Linked DNA regions of Mus musculus: regions 1, 3, 4, 5 and 6 are each linked to region 2. Evidence: chromatin contacts called from public Hi-C and HiChIP or PLAC-seq data. All regions are on one chromosome and are shown on one strand. Each heading gives the region's core, a stretch centred on a gene start, on an enhancer-like site or on the middle of the called end of the contact. The rest is flanking DNA. Distances are from core to core; before and after follow the strand shown. Region 1 has its middle 23 kb from the start of Gm33970. Region 2 holds the start of Serpine2 (serine (or cysteine) peptidase inhibitor, clade E, member 2). Region 3 has its middle 5.0 kb from the start of Gm33970. Region 4 has its middle 27 kb from the start of Gm23934. Region 5 has its middle 47 kb from the start of Gm33970. Region 6 has its middle 23 kb from the start of Gm33970.

Region 1 (3,383 bases), core at 562-3,061, 200 kb after region 2:
GCAACTCTTACAAGGACAACATTTAATTGGGGATGGCTTACAGGTTCAGAGTTTCAGTCCATTATCATCTAGGCAGAAGCATGGTGGCATCCAGGTAGACAGAAGAAGGAAGAGCTGAAAGTTTTACATCTTCATCTGAAGGCTGCTAAGAGAAGACTGGCTCCCAAGTGGTTAGGAGGAGGGTCTTATTGCCCACCCCATACAGTGACATACTTCCTCCAAGAAGACCACACCCTTAAAGTGCCACTCCCTGGGCCAAACATATTCAAACCACCACATAGATTGAATTGCATTCTTTCCAAAACTCACTCATTGAATCCCTAGCTCACATTGTGATCGTCTTTGGGAGATAATTAGGGTTAGAAGAGATCATGAGGGGAGGGGTTCTTTTAGGAGAGACAGTGCAAATGGTCCCTCACTCTTCAGGTAAGAACACAGAAAGAAGGTAGGGAAAAAAGCCCTTCTGGAGTCGCTGAGGTCTTCTAGCCTTTAATACTGTAACAAACGCACCTCTGCTAATAAATGCTCACTTGTGAAGCTCAGGTCAACGAGAAGAACTTTTAAAAGCATAAACTTTGAGCTTTCCTAACTCTGGAATAGACCCAGGCCAAGCTACTTCTGTAACTTGCAAGTTCCATCTATAATAGTACTCCATGTACTCAAGTAGATTGTTCATCAACTGTACTGTGGTAAACACACTCCTGGGAATGAACATTTCTGAAAATAGGCTAGGTCTAGGTCTCCAAATGCTCTATAAAAAGCAGCTTAATATGAAATCATCACATTTAATCAGCAAGTTCATTTCTTCATCTAATCAATAAGCACTTAATGTGTGCCAAATTATAGATACAAGAAATGTCGTTCAATATTTAATGTGAGCCGTAAAATAGCATTAATTAATATATGTCCCAAAGTAGATAAACCACTGACATTCTCCCAGCTTTCTCTACAACATTAGACAGGTGTAAGTAGCAAGAGATATTTAATCTGCGCCTCAAGGCTCAGATTTCACCTCAGGTGCTATTTGCCCTGAGAAGTTAGAAGAAAGGGATTTTTCTTCAAATGGGAGCAAATGGGAGTTTATTGTGAATGTGTCAGTCAAATATCAAGTAGGATCGACTTAATAAAAGGTCAGAATATAACTAATTGGCTTCCAGTAGTGACATGCCATGTCAGACACTTGAATTTAAGACAGTCAGTACTTCAAAGATAGCACATGCTGTCATTTAAGTCTCTGTAGTTATTGTCCATGATGAAAGCGATGGTGTTGCTAAAGTTACAGGTGCTATAAAAGAAAAGGTAAACTGGCCCCCAAACTGAAGACTTGGCTCAGTAGTTAGAATTGGATTAAAATTCAGTGTAAAAACCTAGGGAAAAGATTCCCAAAGTTTTCCAAGTGAATTCCATTGCCAACCCAACACAATAAATGTATCCACTTATAATTCATTAGTTGATGCACTGCAAGTAATGCCATGAATTACTTGCTAATCAGCCCTTGCTTTTGGAATAGTGGGAAGTTTACAGACAAAGTCAGAAAAGCAACTCAGAATGTCCCTAGGTCCTCATCCCACACCTTCACCCAACATTAACATCCTACATGAATAATAACTGCATGTTTGTCAGAACGAAGACACCAACAGTGGTATGCTCTTTTCGTATATAGAGTAACTTAAACACTGCTTGAGTGGTGAGTTTAAATATTTTAGTTTTTAAGATAATTAAGTTTGAGAGAAAAAGCTCTACAATGGCTTCTCCTGAGGAGAATTTAAAATAGGCATATTGGAACAAATTTATACTGAAGTCATCGTGGGTGACAGCCCTGGTCTCATGTTGGACTAAACTTCCATTTCTATCAGGCTCTGCAGTGTCAGTCTCAGAGACCAGAGATTCCCCGAAAAGTTGTTATTTTTAAGGAAACTTTAAAATTTTTCCTCAGAAAATTTTTCTCAGTTAATTTACTGAACAACAACGAGGACTCATTACTTGGCAAAGCATTTTTCCTGTTTGTGTTAATGCATACGTCCAAGCAGTCGGATCACGATTGTGCTGATGTTTTTATGAAAGGCCCTAAGAGAAGATTTTATGAAATAAGACACTGTACTGGAAAATCCAAGATGTAGAGCTTCTGTTCCCATAGCAACCAACTAAATGGTTGCACCTGGTCCTCTAGGGTAATTAATTTCTTGTGTGCTGGGATGGCCGGCTGCTTCTCAAGGCCAGTGAAAAGGGGGAGGGAGGAAGGAGAGAGAGACAGAGACAGAGAGACAGAGAGGGAGAAGGAGAGAGAGAGAGAATACTTTCTTCAAAATCTTATACAAAGGAATGAACGCTGAGAGAACGGGGGGGGGGGAGGGAGAAAGAGAAGGGAGTGGAGGGAGGGAAGGAGAAAGAGAGAGAGAGAGAGAGAGAGAGAGAGAGAGAGAGAGTCACTTTGGGTATTCTCTAGTGTCACTCTTCTTGGTTTTACATGTAAACAATAAAGTGAGAAGTCAGATTTCGAGTTCTGTTGGCCCTTTGGAGAGATGGTTATAACATGGGTCATGTATGTAGAACCTTAAAGCCACCCCTTCCCTCAGGCTTGAATTATGTGGGCTAGATCAAACCATCTTTGTGGGTGCACAGCTGACACTGTGGAGAATAGAGCAAGGGCCAGACTAGGTACCACCAAGGACACAGGGGCTCCCTGACAGTAGTAACACTCTGGGTCCCATGTCCCTTCCTTTGAAGATCTGACTGTATTAGTCTAGGGTGAGTTCTGGGAAGCACTATTTTCCATAGCTTGTTAAATATGCAGCTTATGGGTACAAATCAAAATTCCACAGTACACTAGCATAACAAACCAAATGAAGTGAACATTTTTTCAGACAATAAGACATTTGTAAAAGTGAGTCTTTTTGTTTCTAAGCCTTCCTTTCGTGCCACAAATTAATGGCAGCTTCAGCCAATGCTGATGGATGCAGGGTTTGCAGATATTTTCTTTAGCTTTTCCTCCTTGTCATCTCAGTGGGATGTAAGTTGAGCTTTGAGGATGTACCTTCTGTCTGAGGGAGTTGATGCCTGAGTGTCAGGTTCATTTTTAAGAGATCTTCCTATCCCACCACCCAGTTGTTAAATTTTGGAAATTTTGCAAACTCGATATTAAACTGTTAGCAGCTTGATGCTGGCTGACAGGACTGTGTTCAAATTTACACCATGGCAATCAACAAATGACTCGGATCAGGGTTTTATTTTGGGGAGCTGGGTTGACAAATATCTATCGGCAAACAGCCGTTTTCCAGCTATGAGCAAAAAATCAAGAGGATAAAATCTGACTGAGCTTCAATTTTATAAGCAGCACCTTATCTTTTGCAGTTATAGGAGCCAAGGCTGGGTTTGGATGACAT
Region 2 (3,418 bases), core at 662-3,161:
TTGTATTGAAGACTACAATGGGAGAGCCTGTTTGCAGCCTGAGGGAGGGGAGGAGCCTAGAGTTTAAAGATAATGGTTGGTGTGTGTGTGTGTGTGTGTGTGTGTGTGTGTGTGTAGCCCTGGCTGATCTGGAGCCCACTATGTAGGTCAGCATCACAGCAATCCTTCTGTTCCAGTCTCCCACACGCTGGGATTTTTGAGCATCTATATCACTACATCCAGCAGATGCCAGAGTTTTTGACATTAGAAGCACAGCACCCCCAGTTGAGGGCAAGTCTTGAACATGTCCAGAGAACAACTGAGTAAGTGGAGTGTGAAAACCACTGGACCTGACGTGGTCACAGAATCGAGAGTCCCCGCAGCAATACCACCACAAGAGGGGGAAAAGGCCAAAGTTCCAAACCCTGTGGGAGAAGAACTGGCTAGAAGAGGGCAGCAACTCTTCCATCCTAACCCATCTCTGACCACTGTCAAGTCGCCTATGTGTGAGGCCGAAAATTAGCATCCTTTAGAGATTCGGCAATTTCTGTCTTACTGTGCTAATTTGTCAAGTTCATGGGAGAAAATTTCTGCCTAGATTCTTTCAAAGAAGAAGGAACGATGACATCGGCTCATGACCTTCAGGAGTCACCCTTAGCTGAACAAAAATTTCAAACACTACTCTGAAAAAAACAGCTAAAACTCCATTGTTGACGGTTCCATTATCTGTGGCGAAGCTCTTGAGATTTTTTTTTTTTTTTTTTTTTTTTTTGCTTAAATGTTGCCAACAGGGTATAATTATTGTTTTAGAACCACAGAAAGTGTTCAAAGCACCTTCAATTTTTAAGTGTGCTTCAGATACACAAATCGGTAATGCTGACATTTCTCCCATTATCTGTATTCCCATTCAGATACAAAATCTCCAAAGTACAAGATGATCAGATCAATTGTTCTAGAACAGTTCAGAAAAGTAAACTGCCTCCTGGCTTGAAAGAGAAAAGTTAAACCTTCAAACACCTTTTTATGTTCATGCTAAATATAAGAACGTTCCCAGCAAAGTAGTCAAAGCAAGATCCAGCGGCGTTTGGAGATTTCTCTGGAGAGACACGCGGAGATTCTGTTTTGTTCATTAAAACACTAAAAATCCTCAACAGCACCTTCCCTAATACCTGAAGGTGGAGTGCTGTCTTATGTAATAGCAGCTTTCCCTCTCTGCTCATCGTGGGGGCAAATTAAATACCTAATTCCTCCGAGGATTTCTGAGTACTTTCACCTTACCTGGAGTCACTCACCGGCCTCGCAATTCCCTGGTCCACAGATGATGAAAATAAATAAGAAATCGCAAAGAGCTGCTACTGTATCCTAGGGACAAGCCTGTTGCAAAGGCCAGTGTGAACTGAAGTCCTTCCCCAAACCGCTGCCCACCTCCACACTGCACAGGCAAAGGTTACAAGTGAGAGCCGGTCGCCCGGGACAGGGACCCGCGCACGGGAAAAGTGTGGGGTCGGTGCTACCCGTGAGTGCCCAGTCGCCTCGGGTTCAGGGTCACGGTTTGCAGTCCTGCTGGACCCACCCCGAGCTCGGCGAGCGTTCCGTCAGCCTCCGGCACACCTGGACGCCCAAACCCTCGGGGACAGGGACGCGGGAGCCAGGAGCGCTCGCAGCGGGGCCCGAGGCGGTTCGAGAAAGTTCCCGCCCCAGCAACCGGTCGCGGTGCTGCCCCGGGGACAGTCCCCGGCTCCCCTCCGAGCAGCGGGAACCCCGCAGCTGCTACTCACCCGTCCTCGCTTGGATCCCCAGGTGGCGGCCGAAACCGGGAGGGAGATCGGCGCTGCGCGGCGGTGGGGGACAGGCGGCGGTGACGGTGACGCGTGCAGCCCGCACTCCCGTGCAACCACTGCACTAGCCGGCCGGGCCGCGCGGGGGCTTTATCGCCGCCGCCGCCCCCGCCCCTTCCTGCCTCCCCCGCCCCCCGGCCCGCCCCGCCCCGCCTTCCCGCCGCCGCCTTTGTGTGGCAGCCGGCCGCAACGTCTCTGCACCGCAGGGGACTTTAGGACGCCCCCCTGCCCGACCCGCGGTCGCCAGATGCCGCCCTCTCGCGGGGGTTGGGGGGTTCGGGTCCCCAGAAAGCTCCGGCCAGACGCGCCGGGCTCGAGGTGCGGCGCCAACCCCCGGTCGAGCTGCACGTGGATCGTCCGGATGAGCCTGTGGGGAGTGGAGAGGAGTGGGCGACACAGAAGCCAGTGGTGTGCCCCTGAGACGCAAGACGCGTCGTCTGGGGGTGTTGGGGGGGGGGTGACAGTGTGCAATCCTGCAGGTGATGGAAATAACGGAGCTAGGACGTGGAGGTCTAGAACAGGTCCTCCAGGTGCCCCAGAGTCAACTTATCCCTGCTTAGTGGATGAGCTGGCTGTGGGATTCCTAGGCACATGACAAGCAAGGACATGCAGAAAACTGACCCCTTGCTTGTGGTGATAGCATGAAGTACTCTCAGAGCTCCGAAGATCCAGGTGTTTTGAACCTACACCTTCAGCCCCTGAGACCTTATCAGACCCAAGGCCAGCAACAGATGGCTGTTATGTCCCATGGTCTGTTACCTGAGTGTCCCTTTCTGCATTCTTCAGTCCTCTGCTCAGGTTAGGTTTGTAGGGACTTTCATGGTAGTCTCTGTTGCCTTTGGTGCAACGCCCTCCCTATCAGGCCCCATGTTTGGCCCCAATGAAGAAAAAACAGCCGTAAATCTCTTTAGGGCTGTGAAATAAACTGCACCTAGTGCTAGAGCAACTCAGATCTCTGAGCAACCACACTGACACAGCTGTGTCCATGACAGACACTCCCCCACCCGTGTGTGTGAGTGTGTGTGTGTGTGTGTGTGTGTGACTTGAAAAACTGAGAGCAGCTTTCCAGATGAAGGCATTAGGGACTGAGGGTGTGGCTAGGTGGTAGGGTGCTTGCCTCAGATGCACAAGGCACTGGATTAGGGTGCAGTGCTACAGATAGGAGGGGAAGCAGATAAGAAACTACTAGAGCAGTGGTTCTCAACCTTCCTAATGGTGCAGCCCTTTAATAGGTATGGTTCCTCATGTTGTGGTGCGCCCCCCCCCCCCCATAGCACTATTATTTTCCTTCTTACTTCATAACTGTGACTTTGCTACTGTTATGAGTTGTCATATAAATATCAGTGTTTCCGGATGATCTCTGTGAAAAGGTCATTTGACCCCTCAAGGGGTCATGACTCACAGACTGAGAATCACTATACTAGAGAGCCAAGTTTGAAGTGTGAGTGAAGGCAGATGCACAGAGCTTGCTGGTTTCTCTGCATCTGCTTCTATCTCACCATCTTCATGCTGACACTGCTGATTGAGACAGTTGTAGGCACTCGACTGAGACCCCCATATACTTTGTCCAGTTCTTTCTCAGGGCTGACATTTTGCAAAGC
Region 3 (3,485 bases), core at 580-3,079, 170 kb after region 2:
CCATATTTGGCTTAATCAGTATGAACTTCACAAAGAGTCTTGCTCTTTTCCCCCAGAGCTAAGAAAGATTTACAGAGACTGTTGTACAAAACAGAGGTTGTATCAAGTGTATCATTCCTGTGTTGTCTTGGGGGAGAATAGACTACGGTTATTCTTGCATTATTTCAGGTTTAGTTAAAATCTTTACACAAAGCTCTTGCAGGTAGGAATTAAGTGGGGCAAATAGAAAGAGCAGTCTTTAATAATTATAATAAAAACAATTAATAAAGATAATGATAATAAACCTTTTTTTTATTGGAGACTCATGGGTTTTGTTCATTCTGACAATAACATTTGTGGTGTAAAGCTGGCCATTATTTATTGGTCTTTCTTCTTTCTTCTTCCCCTAATGTTTGTGGCTCAAGCACTAAGAATCATATATGGAAATTGCCAGCGTTTGCAAACTGTGATGATGAAATTTTACCTCCCTTCTTTTGCATCTTCCCTTCCTACCTTGTCTGAATTTGGAAACTCACCTACCAGGATACCATACCAGTCTTCACCCTGCTGCCATCAGAGTCTTTGTGCCCGTGAATGACCAGAGTGGCAGTTTTCAGGGAATTCGGGTTGGCAGGGCCACAGGAGCCTTCAGGAGGCTTTGCTCCCTCCTCCAGGGAAGCAGGGCTTATGGGATGAGATCAGCTTCCTGAATAGAGATCTAATTTAAATGAGGGTACATTTAAATAATAGCAGGTTCTTTGACTCCCCCCTAGATCAAGAGTGCCAGAAATTGGGAGGGTTAGGGTTTGCATTCATTATAAGACTGGGGGTGGCTGGGGAGGGTGGTTTCCATTAGCAGAACAGGAAATGTGGGCATTTGGGGTGGGGGAAGAGGAAGAGGTACTTCCTCTGGAAAGTATCAGCCTGGACAGGAATGAATGGAAAGATGTGGTCCACCACTGAGTCTCCTGCTTCCCAGGGGGAAGTAAACCCTTGCCTTCCTGGGTCCCCAGAGAAATTTACCCATGTCAGGTTGACAGGTGAGAAATAATAAGAAGAAATTCTATTCTATAAACCATAAAATAAATGTGTGTGTGTGTGTGTGTGTGAGAGAGAGAGAGACAGAGACAGAGACAGAGACAGAGACAGAGAGACACAGAGAGACAGAGAAACAGAGAGATGAGAGAGACAGAGAGGAAAGATATATATATATATACACACACAGAGACTGATAGGAGGGTGTTGTAGATAAGGCAATGGGGCAGTGGAGAAGGCCTTGCTGCCACCAGGGAAGGTGGGACCACTTTTGCTGCTCATGAGGCTCTTCCTGATTAGAAGGGACTCCATGCAAACTGCAGAAATTGCTTTTGTTCTCATAACAAATGCCTCCCCCAAGCTGGAGCCGGGCTGCTGCCCTGCAGCTGATATTGGATCTTTTATGTTGTTCTAAATTAAATTCAGAGCAATTCAGCCCATGCCACAAGTTCTATTATGTGAGCTTCCTTTGCACTAAATCTGTGTTTATGTGAACATAAACTACATGTTGCCCCCTCTCACTGGATTCCATTATTGATGATGAATTCTAATATGTGCCCATCAACTGCCTTTTTAATCACTGTCAGCCATTCTTTTCTACAGCAGTCAGATTTGAGGCACCAATGACGGCTTGAAAATGAGGCCTTGACTCTGCTCAACTGTATTTAGGGCTAATTAAGAGTAAATAACTCTTCCCAGGGAGACACACAGCATCCAAGCAGATCCTTGATAAATGCAGCCTTTCCTTTGGACGAGCATATCCATGTCTGCTGCCAGGAAATATTTCCATTATAACCATAAGAAAATCTGTACTCCGCCTCCCGAGGAAAATGTCACGCTGCTTTGGTATAAGGAGGGGATAACAAGTATCAGTCAAGGCCAGGAAGTAAAACACAAGAAGTATTTATTTAAACGGGAAAGGGGGTGGGGCCTGAGGAAGCTTGTAATTCCCTGCTTCTGTCAGTGTCTCCAAGTTCCCTCTGATGGTGTCTGATGGCTATCCTCAGCTGCAGGGAGCACATGAATGCAATCACAAGTTTTCAGCTCCCACACAAGGCTGACACTTCCCCTAAATCTTCCACCTCCTTCCCCTCCCACACCCCTGCGATGCCACACAACAATGTCATTCATTAGATTCTGAAGGTTACAGTCAATTGTTCCAAGACAAGAATGCAAAATGTATAGGATCAGACTTCCGGAGTTATACAGGTTTGTGTTGATTTCACTTCCATAGGCTCTTGGGCAGTGAATGGCTCACCCAAAAGACTTCAATTTTGCTCTAAACAGACTCCCAAATTTTTTCTTTTATTGACTGCAGAGAGTTACAGTTGCTTTGCAAATTGCAGATTTTAATTTTTTTCTCTACTTTTTTAACTTCCCACTGGAAGCTTACAGTTATTTTTATGTATTTCTTCTAGCTGATAAAATGAAATGTCTCTTTGTAGGGGGGAGAAAAGTGAAATGTACATATGTCCAGGAAAAAAAAAGAAATAAGCTACCCACATGCAAACATAAGAAATAGCTTTCTTATATTTATTCCAAATTATGGAAATGGAAGAAAACTCTGCTATACAGTATAGACTTACAACAAATGAACTCACACTAAAAATTGCAAACACATTTAAAGAATTTCTCACATTCTTTCAACAAAGAGGAACTGAATAGCAACAATGTAATTACTCTCCAGGCCCCTTGCTTATTTCTCTAGCTAAGGTTTCTTTTCAAATTCTTTAAATTTATTTTTTAATTTATGTATGTGCATATGCCTGCTTCTTTGTGTTTGTGCTGTGTTCATGTGACGCCCATAGAGGGCAGAAGAGGGAACTGGATCCCCTGGGACTTGGAGTTTCAAGAGCTTGTTAGCCACCTGGCTTGGGTATTGAGAACTGAACTTTGATCCTCCACAAGAAAAATAAATGTTCTTAACCCACTGAGAGACATCTCTCTGGCCCCTAACAAGAGTCTCTTAACTTGAGTTTTTCACAAGTCTTTATGGAGGCTAGAAACAATAACAGAGCTCAAAAGTATCTTTAACTAATTTATGCCAATATTCTGAATTTCTATGTAGACATTTATCCTATTCATAGATCTTTGTCAGTCTCCTGCTCAATGTTAGGTTAAGTGCTGTGGAGTCCGAATGAGAGTTATGGGTATAGTCTCACTTTCCAAAGCTCACATTCCAATAGCTGAGATAGCCACAACATACAGAAATAGTGTATGCTAGAACCACGTGCCCCATGACTAGGGATTTAGTGAGATTGGCTCAGGTAGAGGGGATCACCAGTTGAGAGGCTCTCTCAGAAAGTGACTTTTGAATAGATGTTGCAATGCGCAAGGCACAACGTGAGATATAGTTGGGAGAGATGAAACACACCAAGGACTTGAAATGTCAGTTTTAGGAGGAACAGAAAACTTGACTAGTTTAAGTAGCTTGATCTGCCTTATATCTTGCAAAGCTACCTTTGTGGAGA
Region 4 (3,191 bases), core at 164-2,663, 250 kb after region 2:
AGCCCACAGATACTACGCATGGTTGATAGTATAGTCATGCAAGAATTTGATTCCTCCCAACAGCTCTTACTACCGTTACAGAGCATCACCTAATCCTTCATTAATCTGATATACTATTATTCTTTATATCCATACACCCCCATATCTTTGCTGAATCCTAAGCACTACTAAGAATAAAACTATCCAATATCTTTAGACACCTATATGAATAGTCTTCCATTCTTCAAAAGATAGACAAGTGCCTTCATTTGGTGACTGTCTTCTTTCCCTTCCAAGAAACTCTTTTACTAAAAAAAGCATGAATTCTGGCCTACCATTCTTAGCCTACCTAAGAACAAACACTTCCTTATTCAGTGAGGGGAAAGGGCATCTAAATATAGATGTGCAGGGTAAAATTGATCCTCTCTCACATTTGCATAGACATAAATATTATGACTTAGTAGTCAAAGTCCAATGGGAAGCATCACCCTAGTTTGGTTATGGGAGCAAGTTTTCTCCTCAGGGTCTCCTCCTCTTTGGTTATCCCCTTCTCCTCCAGAATAAGAATAGAATAGCTAGCTGATTCCAGGCAGGAGCCTCTCTCTCTCTCTCTCTCTCTCTCTCTCTCTCTCTCTCTCTCTCTCTCACACACACACACACACACACACACACACACACACACACACACACACACATACACACATCCTCTGTGAACCTTTATATTATTGTTCTCCCAGGTTTTCCCCTGCTCCTCACAAGCAGGATTCTAAGAAACCAGAACTGTACAAACCATGCTTTCTCTCTAGATAAGTAGACTTACTTACTATAGTTAACAGTATTTTATAGACATTATAATAGTTAATAGTATAGTAAAGTTTTAACTAAAACTAGTCTATTTTGGCCTAAAGTTCCTCACACACAAAATGGTCAGCCCTTGGAAATGACTGTAAGCTTTGTGTTACAATGATATTAGAAGCCCTTTGCTACATCCAGCCATATGCTGTTAGTGCATAACTAACTACTGTTAATAACCGAAGTACTCTGTAGCAGTCTAAAATGATAAAACCCAAAAAAAATCAGTGTGTGTATGACTTAGCAATATTAATTTATACAATATAATTTTATATTTGTAATTATTTCTCGCTTCTGTTTTCACCATCCCTTAAATAGAGCATGTTTGTGTCATGTTGGCAGAGACCTGGGAAACCTCATACTTCCCTTCCTCAGCAGCCGTCAGACTGTGACTTGGTTGTCAACTGCTATATGACAATAGTGAAGACCATGGGGCTTACCAGAAATTTCCTAAGGGCAAACCTAAGAAATTACAATAACAAACAATTTTTGTCAGGATGCCAAAGAGTCTAGTGACCTTTGTTCAAGTTTTGCCAATCTGACCTCTTGATCAGCTAGGATGTGGCTTTGCCCTTTAGAGGTGGCAGAGAAACATCTTGGTTTTTCAAAATTCACACTTATTGGTGTCCATGAAGTCATATCCTGTCTGGATAACACTGGCTGAAAATGTGTCTATCTCTATAGGGGCAGGTTTTAAAACAGCAGGTCTTACCAAGAATGCATTCCTAGGTTTTTTGTTTTTGTTTTTGAGGGGTGGGGAGGTATCTTGTTTTGTTGTTGAATAAGGAGAATTTGAGTAGAAGTTTTAGGTTTCAGTCATTTTACCAGAAACTTGCATACAGAGGCTCAAACTGCCAGCCAATAATGTGTATCATGTGGGAAATCCTGAAGACATGAATATTCATGACTTAGCACCAACCCTGGCAGAAAGAAGGAGAATTTAAAGGTAGCTGTGATAGAGGAAATAACGCCCCTTAAAAGTTTCTGGTTTTGCTTCATCTCCTTGCAAGTAGCTAGCCATGAATTCTTTCACTATCAAACCAACAGCTGAGACTTGGCTGATCTCTCTGACCTTTCAGGAAGCAAGAATCAAAGGGTTTTCCAAAGCACTTTAGGATTCTCTACAGAAGCCATTCTCATGGGCAAGAAAGCACAGACCCAGGTCAGTTTGGATGACTGTGCAGTGTTTAGTATTGTTCTACTTGTCAAGATAATTTACTCACTTAGAGAAACTGTGCATATATATTCTCACTATAGAAATCTGCTATTGCTTGGAGCCGTGCCATGCAGCCCATGTCTGCAACAAACACACTGGGGTACTTCATGGTCAATCATATGGTAAAGCATATTCAAACTGTCTTAGTTAGGATTTTATCGCTGTGAACAGACACCATGACCAAGACAACTCTTGCAAGGACAACATTTCATTGGGGCTGGCTTACAGGTTCAGAAGCTCATCATCAAGGAGGGAGCATGGCCACATCCAGGCAGGCATGGTGGATGAGCTGAGAGTTCTACATCTTGTTCCAAAGGCAGCTAGGAGAAGACTGGATTCCAGGCAGCTAGAATGAGAGTCTTAAAGCCCATGCCCACAGTGATGCACTTCCTCCAACAAGGCTATACCTACTCCAACAAGACCATACCCCCCTAATAGTGCCACTCCCTTGGGCCAAGCATATTTAAACCACCACACAAACTGTCATCTAACACGATGCACATATCTTTGGTAAGCCCCATGATCTTCACTATTCCCATTTAGAGGTTGGCCTGACTGCTGATGATGAAGGGAAGCCTGAGATTTTCCAAGTCTCCGAAAACACAAACAGACTCTGTTTAGGTGATGGTGAAAACGCAAAAATCAGCCTGTGAACCATATATCTCAAAATACCAAGTCCAAACAGGAGGTTTGATTGGTATCTTGGTCTCTTTTCCCATTGCTGTGATAAGAAATAATGTAACAAAAGCTCACTGTTTAAGGCAGAGTTCACCACAGTGGGAAGTTGAGGCATCAGGAGCCTGCAGCATCCAGTCCCATTCTGAGTAAAGCAATGAATACCTGCCAGATGCTTGCTTCACTTTCTTCATTTTTGTAGTCCTGGGTCCCAGTGAGGAAGTGGTACCACCCACAGTAGGGAGGCCTTTTCACCTCCAACAATGAAATCAAGATAATCTCCTACATGTATGCCCAGTGGCCCATCTTCCAGGTGATTCTATCATCTTGTCAGCTGATGCTCACCACAAGAGCTAGGATGCTCTGAATGACAGGGGCACACATGCAGGGACTAGCAATGCCCACTGGTACTTGTTTTATTTCACAGCTTCATGTTAACTATGAAAATTTCCTCCTTGTTACTCTATGC
Region 5 (3,375 bases), core at 73-2,572, 130 kb after region 2:
CCTGGCTGTCCTGGAACTCACTTTGTAGACCAGGCTGGCCTCGAACTTAGAAATCCGTCTGCCTCTGCCTCCCTAGTGCTGGGATTAAAGGCGTGCGCCACCACGCCCGGCCCAGTGTTTTCATTTTACCTATAACCTATTATTCTCTATTTCTTAACATGTCTCCTATCAAAGGGAGGTTAACTCAAGAGAGTTGGTATGAAAAGCCCTATTGAAGCCTACCATCTCATAACCCATCCTAAGTGCAGTGGTATTAGAAAACACACAGAACCAGAGAGAAGAGGGTGAAATACCAAGAATTAAAGGATTAATCACAATAGGAGGAGGATGAGGAAGATGAGATGATAGATTAACTAAACCTAAGAATTTTGTAAAGGTCTATAAACCTACTACATAAAAGAGAACTTTGAATGAAATGAGCAGAATTATTCTGATTAAGTGAGCAATTTTCCACCCAGAAGACAAGATTATTAAATGAAGATTACAGTAGAAGGCATGGGATACTATGCCACCTCCCACATGAGTTATTGGTTAGAGAAGCCCCAGCAGTCTCCAAAACAACACAGGCTACTGCCCAGATCTTGTTTACCCACCATGAGTGCATGGGGAGACCCTACTGTTAAAGACACCACATACTTGGATTGTAGAACATCACAACATTAGTCTCTAACTAACCAGGAAATTCCCTCCCTGCTAACCAGCTTTTCTAGTGCAGGAAGGTGCTGTGCTGGGGAAAAAGACTCCAGTGTTTTTACTCAGCACTGGGTACTGTGTGCTGCTGTACAGATTTTCCAGGCAAGATGTGCAGACTGCTGCAATATTTTCACAACTGCTACAGAGCAACTGTTTTCTGGTTGCTTCCGAGCCCTATCCACAGAAGGGAATTTCACTTCTTATACTGAAACTCTGCTCAAATGCCCATGGCTGGGGAGGTCTTAGGCCCTAGGATAGAACACTATTTTTATATTGCTAAAAGGCAATGCTGTCAAAGTCTCTTATAAATATGTATACTTACATATGTAGACCTGGGATGTTTTCAACCTTGAGCAGGGAGGATCCTTTGTGTGGTGGGCAGAAGTCAATGAAGAGATACAGAACCATGCAAAGTCTAAGAAGATACTGAGCACTCAGCCCTGAACAGACTTTTCTATCAGCATCCCATCACAAAGGCTCAGAACATCTCAGAAGAGGAGAAAGTGCAAGAGCTGGAGACTGGGGAGGAGTGATGGGAAGTGTCCTTTTCTGGATATGACATGACTATCACAGTCATGAACTCACAGCAGCTGTGAATACATGCACAGTACCTACACAAAGAGCAATTCAGCCACACTCCCAGCAGAGATGGTTTAGATTATCTTCAGGCTCCATGCCATACTGAAGAGCTGTTGGCAGTGGTAGTTGCTGGGAAAGGGAGAATCATTCTTTATTGAAGATGTAGTAATTTGTAGGTTTCTCATGTTCCAGTAGTTGGTTCCCACACCCATGCACATGGGCAGCAGTAACTGGACTTAGTGAGTGTGTGTGTGTGTGTGTGTGTGTGTGTGAGAGAGAGAGAGAGAGAGAGAGAGAGAGAGAGAGAGAGAGAGAGAGAAAGAGAGAGAGAAAGAGAGGAAGCTGGAAGGGTTCATGTTGCAGAACATATGATGAGATTTGGGAGAGGAATTTTGGGTAGACATAATCATATTTCATTGTATAAATGTATGAGACTCTCAAAATGGAAAAAGCTTTAAAAAGGTCCTTCTCCCTTGGGTATTGTGGTGATACATGCTGCTTTCTTCTGAATAGGATGGGAAGGAAAGAGGCTGTATTCTATATAACTGTATAGCTGGGAACACAAGAGGCAATCCTCCCAGCAAACAATTGGCCAGTGTACTGCTTTGAGAAGGAAAAGAGAAGTTATACAAAGATACTAAGTTTAGGAAATAACTAAAGTATTTAGTATCTTTTAGAACACAGGGAAAGAACCATGTGGTGTTTATATTTTTTAGAACATAGGGAAGGAACCATGAAGTATTTATATGAAACATTTATATTTAATACTGTTTAGAAGAAGGCTGAGAGTCTGTCCTAGGATTGGGGAATTCTATATAGCTGATGTTGGTATGTCTGAAATTCACAGGAGGTCACCCGAGACTTAGTCTCAGGGAAGAGGTGCTGGGCAGCTGGAGTTGTTGTCACTGAAGTGTCGCTCACTGTATTAGCCACTTCCTCAGGTGTGACAAAATACCCAAGAAAACAGCTTAAAGAAGGAAACACTTATTTCCATTTGCTTTTCCCATGTGTGGTTAACTGGCTCCATTACTATGGACGGGAGCATCATGGCAAGGAGGGAGTGATAGCATAAGCTTTTTAGCCCATTTACAGTCCATGAAATACTTACTTCATAACAGCTAGGAAGAAGAGAGACAGGAAAGAGCTGGGGACAAGATACCCTTCAGAAGCACTTTTATGACCTACTATCTCTAGCCAAGTCTTACCACGTAGTAGTCCTCACAACTATGAATTCATGAATTGACTAACCTGTGGATGAAACAAATGACTTCATGATCTGATTACTTCTCAATGGCCCTGCCTCTGAACACTACCTCCCTGGGGAAACATGGATCTGGGACACATCACTGAAAAACACTGGAGCTCGTCTACAATGGTACCAGCTATTGTTTGAGACTGACCTGTTCCTAGATGGTCTCTGTTCAGCAACAGCAGACCATTCTTCCTCTCCATTCTTTCAGAACTACCCTAGCATACTTTTCCTTGCAATATGTGGGGATCTGAATAAGAATGGATTCCATAGGTTCATAGATCCGAATGCTTGGTCACTAGGAAATGGAACTGTTTGAAATGATTCTAAGGATTAGGGGTGTGGCCTAATTAGGTGGGTAGGTGGGTGTGGACATTGTGAGGAAGTCTGTCACTGGGAGTGGAGCTTTGAAGTTTCCAAAGCCCATTCTTGGACCCCTCTCCCCCCTCTGTTTGAGGATCAGGGTGTAGCAGCACCTTGCCTGCCTGCCACCATGTTTCCCACCATGATGATAATAGACTAATCTTCTGAAGCTGTGAGTGTGGCTCCCAATTAAATGCTTTCTTTTGCAAGAATCTCCTTGGTCACAGTGTCTCTTCTCAGCAATAAGATAGCGACTAAGACAGAAGTGATTCCATGGAACCAACAAGCAAAACAGAAATGTAAGCTGTAAAGATGTAATTCTAATATACTAAAGAGGAGTCAAGGGTATGCTTTGAAGTAAGAAGTAAAAGCTGTATGGTCAGAGCACACAGATCCATGTGGCATTGAAGGGCCACCTACATACCTAGCTTTGGCCCATCCATCCTCAATGCAGCACTCTTAACATTTAGAGTTAGGTAATCCTTTGGTGT
Region 6 (3,499 bases), core at 687-3,186, 160 kb after region 2:
TTCTTAAAGACATAATTGTTTTATTACACGTGTGTGAACATGTGCCTGTATGCATACTCTGCACATGTTTGGTGCCCAGTGGAGGCAGCTTCCTTGGAGCTGGAGTTACAGACGGTTGTAAGCCTCGAAGTGGCTGCTGGGAACTGAACTTCTCTGCAAGAGCTTCCTGTGTTCTTAGCCAAAGAGACATTGCTCCAGTCCCCCAGGAATCAGGTTTCTTAAGAGTCATATGTAGTTGTATTTCACATATAATGGGTGGCTTTTTGGTGATGTTTCCTGAGTTCAAACCCTGGCTTTCCCATAGTGACAGTGCAATCTTGCACAAGCTGCTTTCTGTTTGGTTCACAATCCCCCCTCCTTATATGAGGCTCCATCTTACAAAAGTGTGAGACAAATGGACGCATCTATGTAAAGTGCTCAGTAGGCATTTAGCACTCACCTATGACTACTGTGTGTGACCACCGGGATACAACACAAGAGAAGACATTACAGCCGCTGTCCTCATAGAGATTACCATCTAACTGAGGAATGTACATCAAACACTCACTCAATAATTGTGTCTGGCCAATACTGACCCATTTAAATCGGTTTATAGAGAAGATGCTGTGAATATGGTCAGTGAGAGGAGGATTCTGAGGAGATAAGGAAAACATTAGCAGTGAACAGGCTTTAGATCGACCCTAGGGGAAGAAATTCCAACCAAGGAGATGGTAGAAACTGAAGAGTCATATGTAGATGGCAGGACTGGGGGAGATAAACACAATTGACTGAACAACACAAGAAAGAACCATGACCTCATGGATCGACTCTTCTGAGCCTGAGGGATCGAATCTGCTTTTCTAGTACAGAGAAGAAGGGAAAAAGCTTTGACCTGTAGCCAAGTATTGGGAGTAGGGTGAAATTTTCACAGCAAAAGGAAACTCAAAATAATGCTCAAATGAGAAATAAAGACTGGGAAAGGCTGTAAGGTTTGGGGCCAAAATTAACCTTCAGCGGGTAAATGCTTCTTTTTGATTTGCTTGTTTTGAGGTTTTTGTGTTGATCTGTTTAGTAGATTTCACAGAAACAATCAGCAAAATGCAAGCCAGATGTTCTTCCTCCCAACTCCAGGGAGCTGAGACTGGCCTTTCCCAGATTCCAGGAACAAAAAAGGCAAAGGACTTGATTCATTGCAGACCTAGAAGACTTCAAAAGTATACTGACAAAGAGAGATGGGATTTGGTAGCGGAGGGAAAGCAGCATTCTGGAAAATGGGGAAGCAGAAATTTCAGAAAGGGAAAAACAGAGATCCAGATGGAGAGAGAAGACAATTGTTAGGGGGTGTTTCTGGGGCAACATTCTGGAGAACTGATTTGGGGCGTGCTCACTCTTTGGGAGGATAACGAGGTGAAGGGTTTGATGCTCTATTGGTCAGGACTTGGCCTTGCATCTACCCACAACATCAGCTTCTTTGAATCTATTGTTATACCAAAGGTTCTGAGTGAAGATTTTAACCTTCACAGGATTTAAGGCTATATTTAACTCTGGGATGGAGGCATAAAAAGTAGAAAAGGAAATTGTCATTAACGACAACAGATACCTCTGACATGAGCTATATTGTGAGCAAAGGGTCACCTGTAGACAGTACCAAAGTGGAGCATCCTAACTTTGTATCTGAGATGTTCCCACTACTTAAAGTCTGTATCCATTTTCACTCCACCCCCACCTCAGTGGAAGAGAGCTTCTCATATATTCTGTCATTGGCAAAGAGGTCTGGCTGCCATGAAATTGGGCAGGTAGGAAAAGGATGGTGGCTCGGATTAGGCTAGTGACAGAGCTATAGAGGAGAGACTAGACTTAGGTATACACTTGGGAATCAAGTAAATAGGACATGCAGCTTGCTGGTGTGTGCAGAGGAAGCTGTGGTGAGAGCTCATAGCAGCATCCAACTTGCGGTGTGGGTTCTCAAAGAGCAACCACAGGGGTTGATTGAGCATGTCATTTACTGCAATGTGAACCACAGTGGGAGGAGCGATTTCTGGGAAGATGACAGGATCCATTTTGAACATGTGGAGAAGGATGTGCTGATGAGGCAGTCCGTGGGATGTGGAGAAGGCGTTTAAATATAAGGGAAGATCTAAGCTGTACTAGGCTCTGAACTTGACATCTAAATGAGAGTGGCAGGCATTCAAGTTGAAGCCCAAGAATAATATAAAGTATGAAAAGAAGGAGGCCCACCAGTGATCCCCTGGGGCAGCACAACATCTGAAGGGTGAATAGAGGGGAACAAATCAACAAAGGAGTGACCCTGGAAACTGAATGGATACCAACAGTTTAGGGTGACATTTGTGTCAAGATGAGATGTCTCAAGAATGTAATCTCTATGAAGAGAGCAGCTATGATTATTATGTCAAAGATGACAGAGCGGTCAACTTTGATTTGGCTCATTCATGTAATATATACGTATGTACATATAAATTATGTCTATACGCATACACACACACCACATACACATATATACATATATATTGGAATATATATACATATATATTCCATGTGTGTGGCTTGATGGCTATATGCTATATGTACCAGGCACAAGTTATAAAGAGAATAAGAAAGGTCAGCTCAGTGAAAAAAGAATACAGACATCAGAACTGGGTTGGAAGAACCAGGGAAGAACCACCTTTGAAATTTGCTGTTCTTTTCATTTGCTTTTGAAGGCCTAGAGGCCTTTGATGATAAAATGAAATCAGTAGAGACTGACCACGGGCATATCAAGAGTGGATAGTAATGGCCCTGAGGAGAACAGTGAATGAGGTCATGGGCTCCACCTTTCCAGTACCCCCCATCACTGACACAGGCAGGGGAGGAAGATGGCATCTCAGGCTGATGCTTTGAAGCTCTGCTTATGTCTTAGAGTTTCCTCTTTCTCTGTGATGTGTGAGACAAGGCCACCTACAAAGAAAGGTCATTGGTAGAAATCTTCAGCTTAAGAAAAGTCATTGTGTGAAGTGGGGATTTTGGAGAGTGAAAGATGATGATACCTAGGAAATTGTGAGAGTTCCTTTGCTGTTGGGAAGCCTATTGGTCGTCATTTCATGGGGACATGAGCACATTAAATTAATATTCTATAGTTGTTGTCATTGGGTGGTTCTAGTACAGCAAAGAGGTATAGTTGGCTTCATTAAGATTTGGGGTTTTATTCTCTGGTTGGTACAAGGGGATGCTGTGTAGCAGAGGTTGAATAGTAACCCTTCCTCTCATGACATTCACTGATACAGGCGTTTTTGAGTCTTTGTTATTTAGTCCTTCCAATGGCCATTCCTTTCAGCTTACACTCCTGTTTTGGAAGGTCCACTTCATACAGACCTTTCTCTGGTGATCTCCCAGGATAGGTTAAAAAAATGAATATGTTTTTTTTTTCTTGTTTGGAGTTTAAACTGATTCTGCAGGACGAGCCTTAGACAATCCAAATAGCTTCTTTCACCAACACTTTCCCTCTTTCCCTGTTGAATTGTCC

Evidence for each region. A called contact is a pair of places that touch in the nucleus more often than the background predicts. HiChIP or PLAC-seq counts read pairs in DNA pulled down with a chosen protein or histone mark.
Region 1: an H3K4me3 HiChIP or PLAC-seq map of neural progenitor cells shows a contact between it and region 2, with 33 read pairs. The contact joins the enhancer-like site here to the promoter of Serpine2 in region 2. A contact is called at or near these places in 2 of 39 promoter capture datasets (the 3T3-L1 cell line and neural stem cells), 8 of 115 datasets of contacts at active chromatin or transcription factors (craniofacial prominence, embryonic hindbrain, embryonic limb bud and 4 more) and 2 of 9 other capture datasets (adipose tissue and pancreatic islet).
Region 3: an H3K27ac HiChIP or PLAC-seq map of VIP interneurons shows a contact between it and region 2, with 3 times the contacts expected there. The contact joins the enhancer-like site here to the promoter of Serpine2 in region 2. A contact is called at or near these places in 1 of 39 promoter capture datasets (3T3-L1-derived adipocytes), 2 of 484 Hi-C or Micro-C datasets (granulocyte-monocyte progenitors and macrophages), 11 of 115 datasets of contacts at active chromatin or transcription factors (CD8 T cells, VIP interneurons, acute myeloid leukemia and 7 more) and 2 of 9 other capture datasets (adipose tissue and embryonic stem cells).
Region 4: a Hi-C map of CD8 T cells shows a contact between it and region 2, with 1.9 times the contacts expected there. The contact joins the enhancer-like site here to the promoter of Serpine2 in region 2. A contact is called at or near these places in 9 of 39 promoter capture datasets (the 3T3-L1 cell line, 3T3-L1-derived adipocytes, embryonic stem cells and 5 more), 22 of 484 Hi-C or Micro-C datasets (B cells, CD8 T cells, the HL-1 cell line and 12 more), 16 of 115 datasets of contacts at active chromatin or transcription factors (astrocytes, bone marrow-derived macrophages, craniofacial prominence and 11 more) and 2 of 9 other capture datasets (adipose tissue and liver).
Region 5: an H3K27ac HiChIP or PLAC-seq map of oligodendrocyte precursor cells shows a contact between it and region 2, with 3 times the contacts expected there. The contact joins the enhancer-like site here to the promoter of Serpine2 in region 2. A contact is called at or near these places in 2 of 39 promoter capture datasets (both in the 3T3-L1 cell line), 1 of 484 Hi-C or Micro-C datasets (uterus), 5 of 115 datasets of contacts at active chromatin or transcription factors (embryonic stem cells, forebrain, neural progenitor cells and 2 more) and 2 of 9 other capture datasets (liver and pancreatic islet).
Region 6: a BATF HiChIP or PLAC-seq map of CD8 T cells shows a contact between it and region 2, with 21 read pairs. The contact joins the enhancer-like site here to the promoter of Serpine2 in region 2. A contact is called at or near these places in 3 of 39 promoter capture datasets (the 3T3-L1 cell line, 3T3-L1-derived adipocytes and frontonasal cranial neural crest), 8 of 484 Hi-C or Micro-C datasets (the MNK3 cell line, Th1 cells, granulocyte-monocyte progenitors and 5 more), 5 of 115 datasets of contacts at active chromatin or transcription factors (CD8 T cells, acute myeloid leukemia, craniofacial prominence and 2 more) and 1 of 9 other capture datasets (adipose tissue).

The regions. Positions count from the first base shown.
Region 1 is chr1:80,059,685-80,063,067 of GRCm38.p6, forward strand. No RefSeq gene overlaps it. Among named protein-coding and RNA genes, the nearest start is that of Gm33970, 23 kb to the left of the region's middle. Within about 2 kb of position 1,812, at least 22 of the 459 cell types and tissues checked have an H3K27ac peak or open chromatin away from gene starts, as enhancers often do. A contact at or near this core is called in craniofacial prominence, neural progenitor cells and oligodendrocyte precursor cells, where this site is marked.
Region 2 is chr1:79,856,754-79,860,171 of GRCm38.p6, forward strand. It overlaps Serpine2 (serine (or cysteine) peptidase inhibitor, clade E, member 2), which reads right to left and starts at 1,912. Exons shown (of 9, transcript NM_009255.4): 1 at 1,758-1,912.
Region 3 is chr1:80,031,767-80,035,251 of GRCm38.p6, forward strand. No RefSeq gene overlaps it. Among named protein-coding and RNA genes, the nearest start is that of Gm33970, 5.0 kb to the right of the region's middle. Within about 2 kb of position 1,830, at least 21 of the 459 cell types and tissues checked have an H3K27ac peak or open chromatin away from gene starts, as enhancers often do. A contact at or near this core is called in VIP interneurons, acute myeloid leukemia, macrophages and 1 more, where this site is marked.
Region 4 is chr1:80,106,543-80,109,733 of GRCm38.p6, forward strand. No RefSeq gene overlaps it. Among named protein-coding and RNA genes, the nearest start is that of Gm23934, 27 kb to the right of the region's middle. Within about 2 kb of position 1,414, at least 8 of the 459 cell types and tissues checked have an H3K27ac peak or open chromatin away from gene starts, as enhancers often do. A contact at or near this core is called in CD8 T cells, natural killer cells and neural stem cells, where this site is marked.
Region 5 is chr1:79,989,664-79,993,038 of GRCm38.p6, forward strand. No RefSeq gene overlaps it. Among named protein-coding and RNA genes, the nearest start is that of Gm33970, 47 kb to the right of the region's middle. Within about 2 kb of position 1,323, at least 9 of the 459 cell types and tissues checked have an H3K27ac peak or open chromatin away from gene starts, as enhancers often do. A contact at or near this core is called in oligodendrocyte precursor cells, where this site is marked.
Region 6 is chr1:80,013,690-80,017,188 of GRCm38.p6, forward strand. No RefSeq gene overlaps it. Among named protein-coding and RNA genes, the nearest start is that of Gm33970, 23 kb to the right of the region's middle. Within about 2 kb of position 1,937, at least 41 of the 459 cell types and tissues checked have an H3K27ac peak or open chromatin away from gene starts, as enhancers often do. A contact at or near this core is called in CD8 T cells, the MNK3 cell line and craniofacial prominence, where this site is marked.